2 separate regions of the Rattus norvegicus genome follow, and region 2 is linked to region 1. Evidence: chromatin contacts called from public Hi-C data. All regions are on one chromosome and are shown on one strand. Each heading gives the region's core, a stretch centred on a gene start, on an enhancer-like site or on the middle of the called end of the contact. The rest is flanking DNA. Distances are from core to core; before and after follow the strand shown. Region 1 holds the start of Xylt1 (xylosyltransferase 1). Region 2 overlaps Xylt1 (xylosyltransferase 1).

Region 1 (7,548 bases), core at 2,229-4,728:
CTCAAAATGCTCGGTGACAGATTAGCCTTCCCATCCTTGAAGGGACAGAGAAACAAGATTTGGCATTCGAGGTGGTGGTTGAGAATCCCACAAATCAGGGGAAACTTCCCCAGAGCTCTTTCTTCTGGGAGCTGTAGCATGGGAACTGGGGAGCCATATATAAAAAGAAAGGTTCCTTGGGGAATCTTCATCATCCCCAGATTTCGCTTGCCCAGCGGGATGCCTACATGTAATAGGGTTCCATGTATCTTTGTGGAATGAAAAACGGAGCTTTGAAAACCCTGGATACGGTGGTTAGAGCACTGCCAGGCCTCAAGCAGGACCCTGGCCTCTTTCTTATCCAGCAAAGCCACTTGGCTCCTCATGCACAACTAGAAATGAAAAACCCTGTCCCTCCTAAGAAATGCAAAAGTGCTATTTCCATTCGGTAGTTCAGCAAATTTAGGGTACCCACCCTGTGGATCTCCCAGCCATACTGAGATGAGCATTTTAGACACTAATTTACCCTAGCTCCCAACTATCTGTTCTTTTGTTTCATCTTTACCTCCCTATTCTCTCTAAAATGTTTGAAGGGCTACTTATCTTGGAGCTAGAAGAAGATAATCCCAGATGCCACCTCAGGTAAAATTTCCTCCAAAGCCCATCAAATGAGCTGTTTATGGCATCTCTAACCTGCCCAGGGAGATTGAACCTCTTTCTTTCTTGGCTTTTTATGAGTCAAGATAAACAACTCTGTTTCTCCAGGGATTTGGGTCGGGATCTTTAACCTCGGTGGTGAAGCACTGGGGCCCCGAGGGAGCTGAATCACAGTCTGCACCCTGGAGGACTGCTGTTAACTGTGTCATGTGCAAGAAGCATAGGTCATGGCAGCTTTACAGGCAAAGTGCATTAGAGATCTTGAAACAAAGGTGGCTGGGGGCTGGACTATTCTATACAGCCAATGCAGGACTTGGAGGCTGTGTTTACAAGTCCTCTAGCTACTCACTTAGCACTAAGAGCCCTGAAGTCTGGGAGGGGAGACGACTTGACCATGCTAGGGGGAAGCTCAGTGGAGACTGCATGGACAGACAAGGGAAGCCCTTCTTCTACACCCACCTGCTCCCACCCACCTGGCTCTACCAACCATCTGAAGGGCTACAGAGATAATAGATCTCTGACCCGCAGGCCAGAGGTGAATCATGGAACCCTAGTTAAATTCATTTCCTTGGTCTGGCTTCCTGAGCTTTGTGACTGGTGTAGGGGTAACTTAGGACCTATAAATACTTACTCCATAAGAAAACTATTTCTTCTAAGAGAATCCGGGACTGCAGATGAACTAAAGCCCCAGCTAGTCCCAATCACAGAATCCTCCTGTGCTGTTCCAGTGTGAACAGACCCTTTGGGAGAAAGGAAGAGAAAATTCTGTAGTGGTTGTGCTGGGTTGCTGGATCAAGCCACGCCTGGAGTCGGTTCTCTGCAATAACGGTGATCCAGCAAGGCTTAGTTTTAAATCGTTGGACCAGATGTTTGTATTGCATGAACTACAAATATTCCCAACTGATATATGCAGATAAGCGGAGACTGGCGAGCCAGGGAGCTGCCTCTCCTCTGCAGTCTCACTCTTGATGAAGTGGGAAAGCCTCTGTGCCTGTGCAGAGCTGGAGGGGGCTCTGCAGTGGACTTTAGACTGTCAGGGCAGCAGGGTAATTGAGGACACAGCTATCCCAGTAGCACTCCCATGAACCCATGGCTCCTTTGCAAATTTCTGTAGGGATACTGATCGTGCTTTCTTCTGAGAGTCCATAACTCCCTACATCTGGCTCCTCTAGCTTTCAAGCTCACTGTAGGTAAGAGGCATCCTTTGTCACCTTGGGATTCTTGTACCTGATCCCACCTCTGACCCATCAGTGCTCTAGTACGCTGGTGCAGTGGATGGAAAAGTTCATTTCCTGCCACTGTTTGCTGAGTTCTCTGACAGATTCCCTACACATCCACCCACTTCCCTTAAAAAATCAGGGTGATGTTTAAAAGGGCAGGAGACAAAAGACCAAGAATTCGATGTAGATCCCCAACTCACTGACATAGGTAGGTAGGCATCAGTCCCAGTCATGTGCAGACATTCAGAGATGCTGTGTATCAAAAGGGGAAGGCTATAAGACTGAGTCAGAGAGGGCTGAATGAGTTTGAGCTCAAAAAGATCATTCCTTCCAGACTCTCACTCACAGGAGACAGAGCACAGACCAAGGTCGGGGATTGGGGACGGGGTGGGGGAGGGCAATCCTGATGGCTCAAGGTCACCAATCAGTCCAAGAAAATGCTTCTCCTTTAAAGCAAGGTTGGGCTCACGCAGCTCTGAGTCTAGTGCACATAGCGAGTCAGACATCAGGATGGCTGGATGGAAAGAAGGGCGTTAAGGGAGGCTCTGCGGCTTGGAGAGCGCCTTCAGTTTGTGGCCAGGGAGGGTTGGGAAACTTCTTTAGCCACCCAAGCCATCCACTTGCCAACTGGATTTGGAGGATGTTGGATTGTGAGTCCTTGGGGACCAGAGAAGTGAGTCAGTGAGCCCTGAATCTTTGGTTGGCCCTGGAGTGGGGGGTGACTCAGAAGTCACAGTGCTTGTGCTGATTAACCTCGGAGAGTCATTGAGAACCTTCTCCCATCGTTTCAGTCAGTGATCCAGGAATCCCGGGCTGCACAAGAGCCAGGACCTGTGACACTCCTACGTTTTCTCCCATCTCCACCTGCCAAGGTTTTCTCAGTGCAGCCAAAGATCCCGGGACAGAAAACTCCGCGCCTCCTTCAACTCCGCCTCCAGTTTTCTGCCACTTGGAACACAGGGTCTCGGGACCCTTCTTTCCCTTTTCCTGACCAACGCAAGCTGAACTGCCTTGTTGACTTGTCTATCCTTCACTTTCCCTCTCTCTACGCCTTGTACCGGCCTTTTCACACCCCTACCTTGCTCCCACGCCTGTTCTGGGGGGTGTCTGTCTGCTTCCTTCGCCCCCACCCCCTCCCTCACCTTCTCCTCCCCACGCTGCCCTCGGCTCCTCCTCCAGGCCCCGCCCTCTACTCAAGGCCAGCGTCCCTGGTGGCCCCTTCCCCAGTCTTGGTACCCGCAACGCCTGCCCTAGAACCCTGGGGAGTGGGTTGGGGACCCTGGCCCAGGGAGAAGGGAATCGCGCGGGGCCAGCTCCCTCCCCGAGCCTTGTCCCTGCGTGCGCGCGCCGCGCCCCCTCCGCGGCCTCCCCGCGCCCGCCTCCCGCCTTCCCCTCCTCCTGGTGACGTCCGGGTCCCTGCCCGTCTGAAAACTCCGCGCCGCGGCGGTGGAGGCGGCGGCGGCGGCGGCGGCAGAGGAGGAAAGGGAGGAGGAGGTGGTGGAGGAGAGGAGCAGGAGGAGGAGCAGCGGCGAGCCGGGGCGACGACGGCGGGGCCCGAGCGCGGAGCCCCCGGGATAGAGCGCGCACCGGGGTGTCCCGGCACCCCGCTCGCCCCGGGCCGCCGCGGAAGATGGTGGCGGCGCCGTGCGCTCGGAGGCTGGCGCGGCGCTCGCACTCGGCGCTGCTGGCGGCGCTCATGGTGCTGCTGCTGCAGACGCTGGTGGTGTGGAATTTCAGCAGCCTGGACTCCGGGGCTGGAGAGCAGCGGCGCGCGGGGGCAGCGGCGGGAGCAGCGGAGCAGCAGCAGCAGCAGCCCGCGGCCCCGCGCCGGGAGCGCAGGGACCTGGCTGCCCATCTGCCCGCAGCCCGCGGAGGACCTGGAGGCCGAGCCGGCGGAGGAGGAGCACGGGGAGGCGGCCCCGGAGGAGCCCGCGCACAGCAGCCTGCCAGCCGCGGGGCACTAGCCGCCCGGGCGAGGGTAAGGTGCCCTTTGGGAAGGGGATCGCGAGCCGCGCGGACAGAGATACAGATGGGCGAACCTACCCACGCCTCCCATTGGTCTTGGCCACCCAAGTCCCGATTTCCGAAGGGACTCTGCTTCCTGACTGCCTCTGGCTGCCTCTGGCTGCCCTGGTTACCCTGGGCAGCTGCAGGGTCGTGCACTGAGCTGCGCTGCTCTGTGCGGAGTCTGAGGACCGCCCCCTTGGGGTCTGGAAAGTGAGCTCCAGAAGAGACTTGCTTTCTAGGGGGTCCTGTTCCCTATCACTCTTTCTGGGCTTCCTACTTGCTCTCTGGGTGGGGGCGTTGATGTCTCACTCCCCACTCGAGTGCGTGCATTGGATCGTGACCGGATCCTCAGCCGCTGCTCAAGGGTAGTTCTCCACGCAGCCTCTTTGGTCTGAGCTGTTTGCTTTGGACTGAGAAGAGACCCGGAATGAGTGTGTCAAGTCCTCCACCATATCCCTGGTGCCCAAATCAACACTGGGTCCTGCGTGCCTGATCTGACTTTGGGTCCTGTTTTCCCCGCTGGGTGTCTGCTTCTTCCAGTGCCCAACTTCCTTAGTCCCTAACCTTGCCATCTCTTGCCCTCCCTGACTTCGCCTCCTCCAGGACTTGCAGCTTCAGAGTACTGCCCCTTGGTCCCATCTGGCTGTATCTGACTTGACATGGGTGGCCAGTTACACTTACTGTCTGGCTGACTGGCCACACTATCACCACACCTCCCAGTGTGCTTTGCTTTTCTTGATGTGCATAGTCAGGGCTCTTAAACTGTCTTCCACAGTTCTACTAGTACCATCTGGTTGGCTAGGTGGAGCACCAGCTTTTCTTCCTCCTCTATCCCCAACTTCCTTCGGGACATCGGTTTCACCTTTTTCTGAGCTGGGGGGTGGGGGGAGGGGCGGAGGTCTGAGTCCCTAACTACTGTACAGGGTCTGTGCTCTGCATGGGAATAGTGTCTGTCTGTCTTTGGGCTGATGTGATATGCCACGTGACTCTGTTCATCATGCTGGTTCTCCGCAGAGAACTGCCCAGCATCTGAAGGACAGTAGCCGCCAGGGGAGTGTTTCTAGGATCTGTAGGGAGGGAACAGTCCTTGTTATTGCTTGTCACTCCTCAGCTCTTGCTGAACACTGCCTAGACACAGTTACACAGCCAGCCGGGTCAGAAGTGCTTTCTGACGTGCTTAAGTTCTTCGGGACTGTCTTGACCCTTGATGCCCGAGCGCAGCTCTTTGTGTTTGTGAGCTGAAGCAGTCTCAGGACTTGATCTGACAGAGCATTTGGCTGTTCTGTAGCTACCAGGGAGAAGTCTTGCCCTCAGCCGAGGTGAGACTTGTGGATGAGGACCTGAGAATTCTCAATGTCTCCAAGCCTTTTTTACAGCCAAGGGGACCCAGGCACTCACTGCATTTGAACTCCCGGAGTTGATCATGTGTTCCAACTGAAAAAAAAATGCTATTACATGTTTTTTTCTGAAATTGGAGACCTACTGGGAGGTGGGAGGAACTAAGAGCATGTAGTGTTGGCTCAGTGTGGAAACAGACAGGGTGGGGATGGGACCAGGGGATTCGCTGTACCTTTTGCAAACGGGCTTCAGGAGGTACCTTCAGGGTACATAGACCACCTGTTGAGATTAGGGCGAAGGGAGGGAAAGAAACCAACTGCTGATTTCTCTATAACTCCCCGATGTTCTGAGCAGTGATGCACAACCCCTCCATGTGTGTTCACCTAGGAGTCATCTCTCATGCCCTAGCCCAGTCACATTGGGTCTGGAATGGGGAAGGTGGGTGGCAGGGTGCCACTTCCCCTTTAAAACGTGTTTTTAGATCCCCAGTCCTAGCAGTGGAGCTTGTCTGCAGATTTACTTTTATCCGTGCATTCGGGAATGTCCTCCCACCCGCATCCTCCAGTGTCTCCATTTCTTTAGCTTCTCATGTAGGCATATATACATTTCATTCTGTTTTCTTTCACTTTCCCATTCCTGGTAGTTCTCAACTGTCCAGTCTAATTGCTGCTCCTGGACTTTTTGTCCTATGCACGTCACTCTCACTCTCCTCTCGTCGTCCTCCTTTCTCACATCCATCCCCAGGAGCTGCAGTGTGCTAGCTGGCTAGAACTAGGGGTCTGCTTGTCCTCCTCAAGGTGTGCCCACCCCAACCCCTGCCCTTTCGTGGAGCTCAAGGAGACCAGAAGGGGGCAGGCTGTTCCCAAAGTCCTTCAGAGCTGGAGCTTGGGATACAGGCAGAGAGAGCCACAGACTGCTAAGGACCACGGTGGCCCTTGAAACATGCCATTCATTTCTGGACTCTGCCTGGGCTTACTGCATGCACAATGCTGCAGAGGGATTCAGGCTGGCATTCAGAAGTGGCACACACACACACTTGTGCACACACATGCATGTTTACCCCCCACCCCCCCCCACACACACATGCTTCCTGTGATTTTTTCCAGATGACTTCTGCAAATACCATGGAAGTGTATGCTTGGTCAGTGGTGTTTGTCTCTGTGTCATGCTTTGTGTCAGGCTGGGGTAGGGTAGGGTGAACAACCATGGCTTGGGTGAGTGTGTGGCAAAGGGTGTCGAGCAGCCATTATGACTAGAGTATCTCCTAATGCAGACCTATCTGCTTCTCCTGGTAGCTTTCTCCCTCTCCCAACTTCTGAACTATGATCACGCCTTTTATGTTTGGAGAGCAGCATCTAGGTACAGAGACTGTACCTGTGACTGGGCACTGGAGGCACTTACTTAAGAGAGGAAGGAGCACTCAGGTTTGTACGCAGGCAGGGCCAGAGGGTGTGTTCGAGGATGGTGGTGAGATGAGCATCCCTGCGCAGGTTTGCTAGTATCTATCTCCCTTTCCTCTCAGCATCCCTGAGCTTTCATGTGTTAGTTTGATGCAGATTACAGCTGAGTTCTGTAGCGGGGCGTTTTCTCTGGGCCTCAGTAAGAAACGAACTTCACTGTAGTCTCGGAATATAAAACAGAGAGCACTGAGCTGTAGATGAGGGAAAGTAGTCAGGGGTGAGGGGACTGTCAGAAAGATCAGCCAGCAGAAGTTCTTTAATAGACTTGGGAGGAAATGAAAGTTATGCCCGTGGATGTCATACCCATATTTTCCTCTCTCTTGCTAAAATCCCGTAGTCCCACCATTTGTCACTTGTGTCCTGAGATACACTGTCACTCAAGGTACTTAGGAAGATTCCTTTAAGGAATCTAGTTTTTCAGTGTCCTTGCCCGCTGCGGCTGCAGGCTTACACTAGAAGGCTGGTTTTGGATGGTCTGGCCCCTTTGAAATGCTGATGTTTTTCTGCAGAGATCCCTCATTCTTCACATTACTCAGATAACTCTTGCAGACATTAGCAGTGACTTTGGACGAAGGTTCCAGTGGCGTTGGAGGCAAAGCTTTCCTTTCCGTCTAAATGTTTGCAGAGAGAACAGAGAGTGTTTTGATGGCCGGTTTGTCTCCTCCACACTTCCAGTGAAACATTTTGTCTGAGCAAAGCATGACACTTTGTATGCAGAAGTGTGCATCCTTGAGCGATATTTATCTTGCTGCAGATATAATGCCGTCTGCTTTACCACACACTGGAAATGCTAAATAAAATAGATAAGTAGTAGTCATCTAATTTAATAATAAGATAATAAATACAGGCCAGATGTTCATTATCTGAAATACTTTGAATGGGGGAGT
Region 2 (7,548 bases), core at 2,254-4,753, 210 kb after region 1:
TCCATGTGGATAAGGTAAGGAGCTGCTATTCACATCCCTGTGCTGGGCTTCCTCTGCAGTCTGTCTATCCATCTCTGATCTTTCCTTTCATCTCACAAGTCCAGGCTGAAGTCTAGAGATGGAACAGCAGCATGTGATTCCTAAGTGGTCTGTGTTTGTGAGTGTGTTCGTGAGTGTGTGTGTGTGTGTGTCTGTGTGTGTGTGTGTGTGTATGTGAGTGTGTGTGTGCGTGTGTGTTTAGCTGTGGCGCTCAGCTTTCCCTATAGAAGAGCTTGGTTGTTTGCCTTTTTAATCTTCTTCAACACATGATAATTACCCATATTTATTGATTAAAATCTGATATGTTGCTGTATGTATACACAGTGAGCCCGTCGGTTCAGAAAATTAGCATATCCATAGCCTTAAATTCTTTTCATTTCTTTGTGCTCAGATCATTCCAGATCCTCCCATGGGCTTTTTTCACCAAGTTCTACATTACTGGTAGTGTTTGTCTTCCTCCTACATAACACAGATACACACACACACACACACACACACACACACACACACACGAATTTCCTCTCAAAAATCTAACTGTGCTGTGTTTTTTTAAACCTCCTCCTCTCCCTGTGTTTTTTACACTCCCTCTCCAGTGTTTAGTGCACACTGCCTGCCCTCACAGATCTGTAAAGCCAGATATCCTAGGAGTGAGTGCACTTTTTCTAGAGAAGTCCAGGTAGTTGAAATATCCTTTTAGACCATATGCTAATCAGTTCTTCCCTTGCCTGACTGCAGCCACAGAAAACTGTCCATCAGTGGGCGTGCCTGTATGCCAATGAAACCTTATTACCAAAACCCACACTTGGCTTGCTGACCCAGGAGTCATCTTTTCCTAGAAGTTTCTGTTAATCTGTAGATGTCACAAGATATGTGCATGCCTAGACGCCTAGAGTGCCTAAGGTGGAGGTGTGAAGGTTGCTCTGAGGTCAAGTTCAGCCCCTTTCTTCTCAGAAAAGCACAGAATGTTCACCTACCAAATGCGAGGCCCAGTACCTTTAACACTAAATGAATCCAAAGAGGGAAAGGGGCTATTTTTATCCCCAAGATGTGTTTCTAGTCATTCTGTGAAACAGTAAGGGAAGAAAAGTGGTCCTGAACGACAGAACATCGAAACCCCGCCTCCTACCCACAAAGAGTCATCAAATTTAGATAGGCCCATGTTCTTGAGCTTGGTACCTTGAGATAACATGCAGCAGTCATCCGTTACCACGTAATGTTCTAGGTCCATCACCTCAAGCCCACTGGTTGACTAACTCTGCAGTGGGCTTAGGGAATAGGAACTTCAGTAGCCAGTGGTTGAATATTGGTATAGAAAGACGCTGCAGGTCAGCATGGCAACAGCCAGTTCCACTGTGATCAGACACATCAACCACAAGGGAGAGAGGTGGTTGGGATGTCTAGAGGCTGATGTCCTTTGAGCTGTTTACTGACCTCTTTTCTCCTTTTCTCTCCTTGGAAAAGCGTTCCAATTACCTGCATCGGCAAGTGCTCCAGTTCTCCAGGCAGTACGACAACGTCCGAGTCACTTCCTGGAGGATGGCCACCATTTGGGGCGGAGCCAGCCTCCTGTCCACTTACCTGCAGAGCATGCGGGATCTACTGGAGATGACTGACTGGCCCTGGGACTTCTTCATCAACCTCAGTGCTGCTGACTACCCCATCAGGTGAGGCAGTCACCCGCTCCAAGGCAGTCAGTTCCTGCTTCCCTCCCTCTTCCTGTAAAAACAGTGAGGAAACAGAAAAGCACAGGCAGCCGGCTTCCTTCCTGTCCAGTGGAGCATCCTGCCTCCTAGGATGTGCTGTGTTTTCTGTATGAGATCAGCCAGCATTGCATTCAGAAAGCGGAGGGCAGAAGTAGGAGCACATTGTATTCCTAATGAAAAGGGCCAGGAGAAGCCTTATGAATAATAGAAGAAGATGAAGTAGAGGATGCTGCCTTGGAAAGTGTTCCAAGGCAGAGGAGAGCTGGACAAGCCCTGAGGAGGGAACATACCTGGTGTGAGCAAGAGATGGTGGGCTTGGAAGTGCTGTAACAGATAGTGAGGGATGGAGTAATAAGACGCAAGGTCTGAGAGTAGTCCTAGGATATGTCATGGCACTGGTACTCCAAGCCAGATGTATGTTTTATGCAGAGGAAGGACAGATCTGACCTTGATGTTGAACTCAAAGGAGTCTACTAGAAAGGCAGTTGCTTATAACAGTCCAGCCAAGGTCACATATAGGAAGTGAGAAAGACCCTAGACCCCTCTAGAGCAAGATGTGTTGGCAATCAAGGATGGAGCAAGAACATTCTAGACCAAGCTTTGTAAGCTGTGAGCTATTGACATTTCTGCTGGCTAACTCTTTACTATGGGGCTTCCCCTTGACTATATCTTGGGTCTTTACCCACAAGCTCCTAATAGCATGTTCTGCCCACTTATATCCTTCTCACATAATATCCGAAGATATTGTCAAATGTCCCATGGGGGCCCAGATCACCTGCAGTTGAGAGTCACCACTTCTTTATATGAAAAAATATAATGGGCAAAATTATTAATTAAAAAATGAACATATTGCATCTGAGAAATCTAAAACTGGATGGAGTTTAGTGAGCAACAGCTTGAGGAAAGGTGACTCTATCTAGGCAAGAATAGAGTAAGGGGTTGTCTTCCAATAAAGGACTGAATTCATAAATTCCTCCAAAATGCTGTGTATAGCAAGTGCTGTGGGGGGAGGGGGGAATTCCTTGATCCTTTGTCCGGAACCCAGTAGTTAGGTGGCCAAACTGAAGTCCACTGTCATATAGTGAAGACATGACAAAGCAACGACTAGAACCATTTCCAAAGCAGATGTTCCTTCTGCTTGAAATTTACCTCTTGGAAAAATCAGGAGACTGGGCTATCTGTATAGTTGCAAGCTGCCTAGAAAATGCTGGAGAATGCAGGCCAGGTAGGCATACCCACAACTGCTGCCCCCTAGTTATGCTTTTCTGCATTGATTGTAGTCCCAACCGTGGTCACTTACCCAGAAGGATCAGGGTCCTAGAGGATGAAGGCTCAGACTCTCACCAGATTGCTGAGCATGGAAATCTAACATCAGTTAACCAAAGGAGCAGCAGACTTACAGGGACATAAATCCATCCATGTGACCCCAACAGGCAATAACAGACTCTAGCAGAGCACTAAGGATTCACAACGTACTTGGTGCACATCAACTACTGTCATCTAAGCTGCAACCGAGGTTGCGTTTTATCTTTGCAAGGGCCCCAGCTATCTTTCTCAGACCATGCGCTGAAGGTGTGCTCTTCATGGCTCCTTCAGCTTTATAACTCGGTGTTTGTCTCTGTGCCTGGCTTGCTCTTCCTCTGTCTCCCAGGTAATTGTCAGAGTGCCACCCACTGCCTCAGCTCTTCTGTGCACCCTGTCCTGTCAGCCTCATGGCTAGCGGCACCTCATGCTCCAGGCCCTGCTGTTTCCTCTTGCTGTTGTTTCTATGAAGTCGCCCCACACAAAAACATATGGATTTTGCAGATGAATGGTTTCATCCTGGGCAACTCTGATAGGTTTCACGTACCATCTGCTCTTCCATCTGTAGCTTCTAAAACGACTCCTTCCATCCCGGGAAGAATAAGAAAGTTAAGAGCATTCTCAAAGTAGGGTGGAAGTGCCCACTTTAGACATTTCCAAGAGGCTTTGGGAGCTTGGGGAGACTTCATGGACATAAACATCCTGAGGAATCCACTCTGAGCCCTCCCCCACCCCACCACCAGCATTACTGGGAGTGCAGACTCTCTTCTTAGATAACAAAGACTCGCTGGCTTACAAAGCCATAGACATATTAGCTCCTGGACACAGGTAGCCCTGTGAGTTGGTGCATACTACTTCAATTGTGTACACCTCAATTTTCTACCTTAAAATTGAGCACGATAGCAGTGCTTCTTGTAAGAAGCTATAGGAGGAGGAAAATGAAAAATGGTCCCACAGAGGCATCACACAGAGCCTGATGCATAGCAAGTGCTGAGTAAATGCAGGCTGGTCACAGCGCTGGTCACAGCAGTGGGGTGATGTGTGCTTCACAGGCAGGACTTCACACTCCCCCTCCCTTCAAAATATTTCCCCTTTCCCTTTGATGGAGTGAAAAGCCAAGTGATTATTTCTTGACTCTCTTCCCTTCCCAAGGTGTGAAAAGCAGAGTGAGTCTGTGAACAGCGTTTCAAGAGAAAACAAGACATAATTTGTGTGTAAAGGAGATTCATGTGTGCGGGTAATAGACAAGCTAAGATTCTTTGCCTTCCTACCCTGCTGTTGATGTGGTACTGCCCTGTGAAGACTCTGGTTGAAACTAGTTAAATGCCCACTACATAGTTAGACATGAATGTTCCCAAGTTCTACTTCCCACCAAAAGGCATACTAACTGCATTTTTCATGTCTACCTAACAAGGAATTAAATCATACCCAGCATCCTTTTAACTGGCCACAGGTATGTAGTGATGAGGCCATGAATATTTCTCCTATACAGAGACATCCATCATTAGGACTTTTGCTTTAGCAAAAAGTAGAGAGATAAATATGTTCACAGCCCCTCTCAGGGTTTGTATACTGTCTATGGGATGTGTGTGTGTGTGTGTGTGTGTGTGTGTGTGTGTGTGTGTGTGTAACAGAAGCTGTAGCCTAAGGCAAACAGTGTTGGCACATTTCAAGCCAACAGGATCTGCCTTTTCTGCCACTCAGGGACACAGTGCCATAAAAGCATAACACCTGGGACCCACTGTGTAGACACATAAGTTATGTTAACCACAGACTCAAACCTGTGTCTTGAAAGAGTGCCAGTGTTAGGGACCATACATTTGAATAAACTAGAAAGTGCCAGTAGATGAGACAGGAAGCAGGTAGTCAAGCCTTTCTACAATCTCCCCAAACCAGGTTTATATGAGACCTAACATGGAAACATTCCCACATACCTAGTAAGTTCCAGAACCTCTGTGGGGACTGTAACACATATTTTGATTCTCATCCTATAAAAGAAAGGTGTATAAGAAACCAGTAGCTTTACTGGAAGTCAAAGCCTTGTGAAGAACAGTGGTTTAACAGGCCTACAGTGAGTCAAAGATTTGCCAAGACCTGAAGCAGAGCTGAGGTGCCTGAGGCACCCAGAGTCTGTGCTCAGTCACTCCTATGCCATCATCCCTTCTATCCTTCATTGGCTCTTGGGGATGGAAGAAGTCATGTGACTGACACCAAGTGGTAGCCACAAACATGAGTGCACAGTGCTTTGCAGGTGCCAACCTTCCAATGATGCTGTGGGCAAGGTGTATTTCCAGTGAAATTCTTGCTTGCCCCTGATTCTCTGCTGAATAGGAGAGCTCTCTCCAGCAGTTCTGGTTGCCTGGGGCAGATTCAGAGTTATAAATAGAAATCAGAGACTTGGGCTTGAAATCCAGGCTTCCTTTATCTTCTTCCTCGTTGTCTTACTGCTCAACAACCTCTTGTGACAGCAGTTCAGGGGTGTCTTGGGGAAGGAAGAATTCAAGCCAGCCTGGTGAGGCCAGTGGAGAGAACCTTTATACCCATGAACGAATTGAGCAGATGGGCCTCCTTCTAACAAACACAGTGGCTTCATAGGTCTACTGTCAATTGAAGCCTTGATAAGACCACGTCAAGGTCTTGTGATCTGCTTTGAGTGGATCTGTAGGTCAAACAGAGAATCCAGCAGAACAGGGCTTCGTGTTCACTTGTTAATCTGTAGGTACCTTGGTGTCCACACTGGGAAACTTTAGGGAAAGAGCTCTTATGTCCATCTGGAGATATAGTGCTGGTAGCTATGGGAAAAGAGATGAAAAGGCCCACACGGAGGTGGGAAGACCATGGAGAAAGCCAGTGCTTCTGATGCTCCAGAACCATGTCAACAGAACTGCTCTCAACCTCCAGGCAGAGGCAAGCATCCAGAAGATAGCCATAAGAGCTTCCAGAATCCATGCAGCCATTTAGCCTCTCAGTTAATATAGCCAGGCAGCCACCTTCTGCTTGGGGAACTAGAGCCCCGCACCTGTGCAGGCAGCCTCCTTCAGGAGACTCTCAGAGCATTTCAGTGCCTGGACAAGAATTTGGCAGAGCAGGTTCACGAGAGTTGCCTGTGAGCCAGAGAAGTCATAGCCTATAGTTTGGAGCAGAATGGGGGTTGGATAGATATGTCTTCTCTTAATTTCCTCATCTGTCTTATAATTGTGATGAAGTATGTATAAGTTGAAACTTAACTATCTCTGCCATGAGGATGCAGATGAGTGGCACTGAGTGTGTTCATGTTGGGCTATCATCGTACCCCAAGGACTGTCTTGACCTAGTAACCCCATCACCCACCACCGCCAGGTCTAGTCCTTGGCAACCACGACTGATCCATCTCTATGTGTTTGCTAACTCTGTAGACCCTGTGTGAGTAGGATCATGCAATGCTTGGCTTCTAAATGTCTTATTTCACTTAGTAGAATGTTCTCAAGGTTCAGCTGTGTGTGGTTGTGCCATAACGGCCATCCTTTTAAAAGCTGAACAATGTTTTCTGTATGATTGCATATGGAATGAGTCTAACTTGCAGCTGTTTTGAATAATGTTGTCATCGGCATTGATGTAGAGTTATCTCCTCAGGACCCTGTCTCTGTTTCTTAACTGAGTTTGTATATTGCTAAATTTCAACCTTGGTCTTTTTGAGTAGCAACTGTAATGTTGTCCCTAATGGCTGCATCATTTTGCATTCCCACAGCACTGTATGAAAGTTCTGGATTCTTTGCATTCTCTTCAACACTGTTTGATTTGTTTATGTAAAGTAACTCTCCTAAGGAGTTTAACATCTCTCTTGTCCTTCTTAAACACATAAGCCCTTGAAACAAAAGCCTAAGAACCCTTAGACTGTGGATATACCTGTTTATAGACTAGTTAGGCAGTGATCTCCTAACAAGAGCTTGCAACCCATTCTTTTGATGGTGGTGGTGGTGGTGGTGGTGGTGGTGGTGGTGGTGGTGGTGGGTAAGTATTAATACACATGCGCCATGGCATGCATTTAGCAATCAGTGGACAGCCTCTTGTCTGTCCTCATCTTCCATTTTGTTTGATACAGAGTCTCCTTTTCACTATTACAGACTCCAGGCAGCCTGGCTCATGAGCTTCAGGGGATTCTCCTTTCCTCCTCTCTTATCTCACCACAGGAGTGCTGAGATTACACACACTCATGACTGTCTTTCTTTATGTGAGTTCTAGGCACCCAAACTCAGCTCCCTTTATACGTGCATGGCAAGTGTTCTACCCACTGAGTCATTCCCCCAGTCCTCAAGTGATCCTTCTAGAATATCACCTCAGCCCACATCTGTCTAACTTCAGATCTCCCCATTTTTCTGAATGGTTTCTGTTCTGATCACAGACAGATGGAAACTTGTGTTCCCTTCCTAGTGCTGCTGCCCCCAGCACCTACCCACATGGCCTAACAGTAACCTAACAGCTACTCTCACACACATCCTCACTACTGAGGCCCTCCAAATCAGAC

The links. Hi-C and Micro-C count contacts between places; a contact is called where the count stands out from the background.
Region 2: a Hi-C map of frontal cortex shows a contact between it and region 1, with 3 times the contacts expected there. The contact joins the enhancer-like site here to the promoter of Xylt1 in region 1. A contact is called at or near these places in 1 of 12 Hi-C or Micro-C datasets (frontal cortex) and 1 of 1 datasets of contacts at active chromatin or transcription factors (oligodendrocytes).

Annotation. Positions count from the first base shown.
Region 1 is chr1:181,074,744-181,082,291 of GRCr8, forward strand. It overlaps Xylt1 (xylosyltransferase 1), which reads left to right and starts at 3,479. Exons shown (of 12, transcript NM_022295.2): 1 at 3,479-3,834. The coding sequence starts at 3,487.
Region 2 is chr1:181,289,313-181,296,860 of GRCr8, forward strand. It overlaps Xylt1 (xylosyltransferase 1), which reads left to right. Exons shown (of 12, transcript NM_022295.2): 4 at 1-14; 5 at 1,501-1,703. Among named protein-coding and RNA genes, the nearest start is that of Xylt1, 210 kb to the left of the region's middle. Within about 2 kb of position 3,504, at least 6 of the 93 cell types and tissues checked have an H3K27ac peak or open chromatin away from gene starts, as enhancers often do.